Linked DNA regions of Hordeum vulgare: region 2 is linked to region 1. A link is a contact called in public Hi-C data. All regions are on one chromosome and are shown on one strand. Each heading gives the region's core, a stretch centred on a gene start, on an enhancer-like site or on the middle of the called end of the contact. The rest is flanking DNA. Distances are from core to core; before and after follow the strand shown.

Evidence for each region. Hi-C and Micro-C count contacts between places; a contact is called where the count stands out from the background.
Region 2: a contact with region 1 is called in a Hi-C map of leaf, with 6 times the contacts expected there. The contact joins the promoter of LOC123427087 here to the promoter of LOC123427083 in region 1. A contact is called at or near these places in 3 of 6 Hi-C or Micro-C datasets (leaf and seedling).

What each region holds. Positions count from the first base shown.
Region 1 is chr2H:537,700,451-537,704,561 of MorexV3_pseudomolecules_assembly, forward strand. LOC123427083 (protoporphyrinogen oxidase, mitochondrial) reads left to right here and starts at 2,029. Exons shown (of 17, transcript XM_045111035.1): 1 at 2,029-2,303; 2 at 2,391-2,526; 3 at 2,867-2,932; 4 at 3,041-3,091; 5 at 3,183-3,239; 6 at 3,507-3,592; 7 at 3,812-3,848; 8 at 3,956-4,021. The coding sequence starts at 2,101. It overlaps LOC123427082 (U-box domain-containing protein 7-like), which reads left to right. Exons shown (of 6, transcript XM_045111034.1): 5 at 1-701; 6 at 845-1,915. The coding sequence ends at 1,757.
Region 2 is chr2H:538,512,930-538,517,040 of MorexV3_pseudomolecules_assembly, forward strand. It overlaps LOC123427087 (CMP-sialic acid transporter 4), which reads right to left and starts at 1,920. Exons shown (of 16, transcript XM_045111040.1): 1 at 1,644-1,920; 2 at 808-1,073; 3 at 226-342. The coding sequence starts at 975.

The sequences.
Region 1 (4,111 bases), core at 779-3,278:
TATGACCCTGTTGTTATCGCATCTGGTCAGACCTACGAGCGAGCTTGCATCGAGAAATGGTTTAACAGTGGGAATACAACCTGCCCCAAGACTCGGAAAGAGTTACCCCAGCTTTCCATGACACCCAATTACTGCATCAAGGGTCTGATAACATCCTGGTGTGAACAAAACAGGGTTCCAGTTCCTTCCGCCCCGCCAGAATCTCCAAAGCTCAAATATTTGAGGATAACATCTCTAAAGAGTAGCAAATGCCTGGTGACGAATGGTGTTAGCACGGTTTTGTTTGAAGACGCGGGCGCAAAAGACGGAAAAGACGACAAGTTCAAGACCGACGTTGCTTTGGAGAAGTGCTCTAGCCAAAATTCCAGGGAGTCGACATCTGAGACATGCGAAGAAGAAGAGGAGGTCTCGGTGGAGAAGTGCTCTTTTCAGAATAACCCTGTGGAGGCTACACCCGAGAGATGTGAACGCTGGCTGCGTGTGCTAAACAAGGGCAGTGAGTGCATCGATGAGCAGCGTGAGGTGGTCGAGCAGGTCAGGTTCCAGTTGAAGGATGATGATGAGCTCAGGGACTATGTGGGTGCTAATGGTATTACTGAGCCACTCACCTGCTTCCTGAAGATGGCTCTCAGCAGAGAAGACGTGCAATCTCAGGAGGTCGGAACGATGGCTCTTTTCAACCTTGCTGTCAGCAATAACAGGTATATATATATCAAATGTAGATCATTCTACGTACTCCATCTAATCATAGTGTCAGAGAAAAGGCTCTTTGCAACAAGCATAGGTAGATGATCTTAGCTCAGTTCTTTGGCCTGATCATTTCAGCTCCATGTCTGCCTTGTAGGAACAAGCAGCAGCTGCTCTCAGCTGGAGTTATCCCCCTGATGGAGCAGATGATACAGAAACCGGAGACCTGCGAGGCAGCGGTGGCGATGTACCTCAACCTCTCTTGTCTGGAGGAGGCGCAGGCCATCATCGGCTCGAGCGAAGTCATCCATGTCCTGATCAGGTGCGTGCAAGAAGAAGGCTACCGTAGCGGCACCTGCCGGCTGGACGCGCTCCTGACGCTGTACAACCTGTCCCTGCACGCGCCCAACATCCCGCCGCTCCTGTCGTCGGGCATCGTCCAGAGCATCCACGCCGTCCTGGCGCCGTCGTCGTCGTCGTCGTCGTCGTGGACAGACAAGGCCCTGGCCGTGCTGATCAACCTGGCGCTGACCTGGCCCGGGAAGAAGGAGATCGCGGCGAACCAGGCCATCGTGGGCGACATCGTGTTCATCCTGGACAACGGGGAGGCGGCGGAGCAGGAGAAGGCGGTGTCGTGCCTGTGGATGATCTGCAACGGCGACGAGGGGTGCAGCCAGACGGTGCTGCAGGAGGGCGTGATCCCCGCGCTGGTGTCCCTGACGGCGAACGGCACGGGCAAGGCCAAGGACAAGGCGCAGAAGCTGCTCCGGCTGTTCCGGGAGCAGCGGCAGCGCGAGCTGGAGCAGCAGCAGCCGCGGGTGCAGCTGTTGGAGTTGGCCAGCCAGGCCGCCGCGCAGCAGGAGCAGCAGCAGCAGCAACAGGAGGAGGAGGAGGCGGCCGCGGCAGCAGAGGCGGACGCAGGGAAGACGGCGGCTTCCGAGCAGAGCGGCGAGGGCAGGAGGCCGGCGTCGCGGCTGAGCAGGTCCAAGTCCAAGCGGCTGGCCAGGGTCATCACCTGCCTCATCAAGAAGTGGACGATGAAAGGCGGCGGCGACAGGTGTAAACTGTAACACCGTCTTATGCTCTCTCTATTTTCGTGCGGCATCGTCACATTCACCAAAAATGTATGTGCCCGTGAGGAAAAGCTCCATGTGTAATTACAACTAGCCAAATCGTACAGACGTTCAACCGGGACCGCCCGTCCGAGTAAAAATGATTTTAGTGCTCCCGGAACAGCCGATTTGCATAGCGAAGGCGTCGTGGCACAACCAAGGCGCCGCCTCCGGTTTCGACCCACTGACTAGACTAGTCTACCCACCCTGCCACCTACTACTCCGCGGCTCCGATCGGCGACACGACAGCAACGGAGAAAGGCGACGGGCGACTCCCCTCCCCATCCAAACCCCGAATCAAATGCTCACTTCCGCCACCGCTCCCCCCTCCTCCTCCTCCTGCTCGTCCCACGCTCCCGCCCGCTTCGCCTCCCCGTCCCGGCCCCGTCGCTCCGCGTCCGCGTCCGCGCGCGGGCGAGGGCGCCGCGTCCGCCCCGTGCTCGCCATGGCCGCCTCCGACGACCCCCGCGCCAGGTCGGTCGCCGTCGTCGGCGCCGGCGTCAGGTGAGGCCACGCGATTTCAAGCCGAGTTCTCGGGTGGTCCTGCGCTCGCGCACGCGAGGTGTTTGACGGAATGGTGGGTCCGTGCAGTGGGCTCGTGGCGGCGTACATGCTGAGGAAGAGCGGCGTGCGGGTCACCGTGTTCGAGGCGGAAGACCGCGCGGGAGGGAAGATACGGACCAACTCCGACGGCGGATTCCTCTGGGACGAAGGAGCCAACACCATGGTGAGCCCATCTCTGTTTGTTAATAACCTGTGGTGCTGTGCGTCGCTGTCTCTGTATGCCACGGATTGTGGCGAAGGCTGGAGCGAGTTGAGCGACCTGTCTACATTATTGGCGTAGTGCTCGTTGTAGCAATTGCTCGTGTGGGCAGTTGGTCTCTTGGTGGGGCATGTACATGTACTCTTCTCCTTATTAGGATTCAAAATTGAAATGGAAGAAGCATGTGTTTGTGTGTGCAGTTGGTCTCTCGGTGGGGCATGCACTCTTCTCGTTATTAGAACTCAAAACTGACATGGAAGCTGGCAGATTAGCTGATGAAATAAATTGGTTCTGTTACCTGCAGACAGAAAGTGCACTGGAGGCTAGTAGGCTAATCGACGATCTTGGTCTTCAGGACAGACTGCAGTATGTATGTGCCAATGCTATCTTCGAATAATTAATATGTCTGCATTCTGTATTGTTGTCTGTAAATTGTTCCCATCAATATATTACCTTATAAGTTCAATGTCTGTTTCAGCCTAACTCCCAGCACAAGCGTTACACCGTTAAGGATGGGGCGCCAGCACTGGTAAATAGGGTTTCCATGTGATCATGCATCTTCTTTTCTGTTTTTTCTTATTGTAGCTCACCTTTGAGTCTTCTCCTTGTTGTTCCATAAGATTCCTTCAGATCCCATTGCGCTAATGAAAAGCACTGTTCTTTCTACGAAATCAAAGGTATACCCTTCTATTTAATACTATCTGCTTCAGCCTACAGTACATGCTACATGGCACACTAACCCCTTTCAAATGAGTTATTTATTGCCAGTACCACTGATAGATTGGAATGCATAACAAATACAAACGTTTTATCGTTTGCTATTGCTAATGCCCACTACCAGACCTGAATTAGCTGGTTTCAGTAACTAATTGACAATTTGTAGATTCTCCAGATCTTTTTCTTTCAAATTTGATTCTGCTCTGAATTCTTTCTTACCCTTGCAGTTCAAGTTATTTCTGGAACCATTTCTCTATGAAAAATCTAGCACAAGGAACTCCAAAAAAGTGTCTGACGAGCATTTGCGCGAGAGGTGAACCTTCACACTTGGTGTTTTGCATTGGTGTAGATGCCAAATGCTATCAAAATAATAAATGGTTACCTTCCGTATGAAGTGTTTAGGTTTTGAGAGGCTGTCTAGCACTCCAGTGTTCCTTAATCCTCACCTGCTTGCGGTTTTACGTAGGGTTTGTAGTATGTATTATTTGTTTAAAGGAGATAATTGAATATTCCTTTTTTGACAACTTTACAGCGTTGGGAGTTTTTTTGAACGCCATTTTGGGAAAGAGGTGAGCTCTTTCCTTACAACTCATCAATAATTTAATCATATACAGTTATAAGCTCTTCAGCTCACATCATAACCAGCCATAGCTAAGAACTTCCATGTTGGTTACAGGTTGTTGACTATCTTATTGATCCATTTGTAGCTGGAACAAGTGCAGGAGATCCCGAGTCATTATCTGTAAGTTACTACTGTGTTATGTGTGCAAACAGCATATGAGCTTTTCCGTGTGCTTAATGTTGATAATCTAATAATTATTAGTCCAGACCA
Region 2 (4,111 bases), core at 670-3,169, 810 kb after region 1:
ACAATAGAACACACAATACCTTGTCATGCATAAATCCATTACTGCTGTTCTGCCAAAAAAAAATGAAATTCTAGTTTCTACAACACTTCGATTGACCGTTGCCTGTATTGCCAACGATGCACTAAAGAAGTTGGTGGTTCATAGCAGGATAGTATACAGATACAGATACAAGGAGTGAAACACAAATAACGAGTGAGGAAAGGATATTGGCCGGCAAGAACTAACCTCGATTATTAGCATTATCATAGCAAAGAAAACTTTTGTAACTTCTGTCAAAAAGTTAACACTGATGGGACTGAACTGAAATTTCCCATCAACCTTGCACATAAAGACTAGGATAGGCTGCAGAGCAAAATAAATTATTAGCAAAATTGTAAATTGTCTGCAATCAGATACAAGCTACAGATTGACTACATGTTTGTACGAACTCCACATTAAAAATGTACAGGTAGTCGTAAGCCGATTTAGTATTTACTCTAGGTGGAACGCTGCCGGATCTGCCAATATATCTTTTTGGCAAATTGATGAAAATTCATTTTTAAGGGAAACAGCAATTGAGCTTATGACAGCACTAGAGCATGAAGTCCACAGATGGTAGCCGTGTTTGGGAAATTCAGAAGAAAAAAATCTCTGGCAAATTGAGAGCACAAGCAAACCTAAATTACTAGAAGAAAGACATAATCATACATCCATACTCTATCAGAAGAAGCACATAACATGGATTCTGATTCCCATTATAGTGTTACATTTTTCCAGTAAACATATGCCACATTCTCAATCCCATCCAAACAGGCGTTAATGAAATACCTGAAGGCCGACCAAGACGCAGTCCCCGGACACAAGAAGGAAGTTGAGCACACGCTGTTTGGATGATATCTTGCTCTTGTGCTTGTCATATGCCCTTGATATGCTCCTGGGGGTCGCCACCACCTTGGAGTGGCAGACGCTGCATTCCATCACCCCATTCCTCTGCATCTTCTCAAACCAACCAGGACCAGCAGCACCACAAACAGCACCGGTAAGATATATATATCACTCTATAGCCGTGACATGTAAGGATTCCCTGCGCACACCTGTGTCCAAGACATAAAATTCAAAATGAGCAAACTAATCACTGCAAACCGAGTAACTACTACTCCCTCATTCCAAATTATAATATGTTTTAACATTTTTTTAATCAGATGCATGTAGACGTGTTTTAGAGTGTCTGTTCTCTCATTTCAGTTCGTATGTACTATGTAGTCCATATTGAAATATTCAAAACGTCTTATAATTCGGAACAGAGGTGATATTAGTTAGCATTTCCCTCCAAATTCACAACATTCCGCAGATTCACATATATCAGAGCCGAAATGAAATTTAACAAAAATAGCATGGCCGTGAACATAAAAACACATACTAACTTGCAAAGCCCGATATGACCCCCCATGAGCAGCTAGCTAGCTAATCCATGGAAGATCACAGAACTCCTAAAAAACACGCGACATAGCTACTGAGTCCCTGTCAAATGCAGAGCAACCGCGTGCTGCTGCCTACACCACTGGATCACAAGTCCAGAGTCAGACTACCCAAAACAAGTTCCAGCATCGCAGAAATGAGGCGAAAGACGAAGATATAAGAGGAACTCGTGCCCTCGACTGTACCTCGGGGGAGGTGGGATCGGCGGGCGGGATCTCGCAGATCTAGCCCCGCCGGAGCACAGGGAATCTGGCCCTGCCGGCTAGGTGCGGTCGGGGTTGCTTCGGCTGCGCTGCCGGCAGGCGCGCGGGTGCTTGCGTGGGCGGGGCGGCGGGTGGCGCTGCGGGATCTCGGGTCCGGGCGGGCGGGAGGGAACAGGGAAGGGAGGTGTGAGCGCGGAGGTGGAGCCGTGGACGGGGAGGTGGCGGTGATGACGGACGGGAGGAAGGCGGGTGCGCCTCCGGTCTATTTATTTTGCGTTTCGGGATTTGTTTTGGTCTCCTTCCTCTTTGCTGGAGGAAATGTTGGAAAGTCCCCGAGATTTACATCTTTCTTGTAGTCAGCCAATGCATGTTTTGTTCAATCCTTTCTTTTCTTCTCTTTTTTTTGAAATAAATCATGGATATGCATAATGGTATGCCCTCCATCCAAACACATATGATATGCATAAAATGGTATGCCATCCATCCAAACACATATGGCCTAATACAAAGTGCTTCAAGATTTGATTTGACCATCGCTTTGATCAATAGTAGATGAGATGTACGCTATAAAAATTATAGTATTGAAAAATCCTTTGAAATATGAGTTCAATGGTATGCTTTATGTGATATATATCTCATACTTTCTTTGTTCCTAAATAATTGTTGTTGATAAGAATTAAACTAGTTCTTCTCAACTACAGTTTTTTTTAATACAGAGGAAGTACATTATTAATATTATGGATGGTTAAATGTAAAAAACAAATGCTTATAAGTCCATATATGGATGTGATGAACAGTAAAATCGCTAAAAAAATAAAACAAAATCAAAAAAACTGAACTTTTTTGCAAGCAAGATGCTCAAATGTGTAATCTCCGTACAAATTTTGATGAAGTTTGGACATTCGAGGAGCCCGTGACAATAAAAAAATTATCTTTTTCGCACGGAGTTCAAACATAGAAGCATCTTACACCACAAAAGGGATTTTTTTTTTCTTTACTGTTCACTCGGTGCATCTGAGCTCGGGTTTGAGATTGAATAATCGGTCATATATATCAAATAAAGAGAGTGCTATAAGATGTAGGGCCAGTTCTTTTTTCTACAGAATCAAGATTCTGAAAAATTCAGAATCTGCTTCTTACAAAATTTGTCGTCCATTTCTTTTCTAAGATTGCAGTTTGAAATTATGGATTGAGTTGCGTGTTGAAATGTCGGTATTGCCCTTTGTTGTTTTAAAAGGTATTCTACCATTACCACTCATCATCCTCACATTAGCATCGAACAACAACATTTACCCATCGAATACCACTATTTATCTGGTATCAAAATATCACAGTAGAAAATACAGGAGAAAGAGAGGAACACCATATTCATCTAACAACATCATTCATAAAAATTCGTACGCTACCATCATCTAATAGTGTGTACTCTTTGTCAACATCGGCATTCTTCCATCTGATAGCATATAGAAATCTATTTATCCATTCATCTAACAACAACACACGGGAGGCTTCAATCCATCCATGCAGCTAGCAATTAACATACAAAATAGAGGAACAAAGTGATGATTGCCGTGGGTTGTACGAAGGAGATCGCTGGGCGACTGATTTGCTTCAAAGAGAGGGATGGCTGGCTGCGTCGGCGTCTGGTGGAGGCAGAGGGGCCACGGCCGTCGCTGTTGTCTAGAGGCGGTAGGGGAAGATGGGGTACGGAAGGAGTCGGGACCGGTGGCGATGAGGAACGGGCCGGCGTAGCCGATGTCCAGGATGGCGAGGCGAGGCCGGCGGAGACGTTGGAACCCTAGCGCTGACCCTGCTCGAGGTCGCGCGATCCAGACGTGGGTAGGTCGATGGCATTTTTGTCGTAATAACCTGCTGCAACAGAGACACTTTTTAATTCGAACCATTTCTTTTGAGGGAGTAGCCAAAATCTTGAGATTCTGGGAAAATCCAACTATTTTAAAGATTTTGTATTGCACTAGGATTCTACAGAATCCTCTCAAGATTTTGAAGACGCAATCGAGTTCTTTTGGCTGCAGATTTTTCAGACCAAGATTCTCTATAATCTGCTTAAAAGAACTGGCCGTATACACCTGCAGAGTTTGGTGCAAAAGCATATTACTACGTGCCAATGTAAAAGGACTAAAATAGTGCAATTTGCAAAGTGAACCAATAAAGTTAGAGCATCTTCAAAAAAAGTTTTTTACATCTCAAAAAAGAGACAACTCCAACAGATGATGTATATTGGAGATGTACAAGTGCAACTCCAATAGATGGTGTATTTGAAGATGTAAAAACTAGTCAGTCGAGACCCGGGAGGAGCGCCGACGAAACGAGTGACGGTAGAAGGTGCGTCAGTGGCCGAACATCGAGATTCAGGAGGTCAAACATGGCGGGGGGAGCTTGAATGGTCGACGACGTTGATGTGTATCGATTGGTGGACTGGTCGCGAC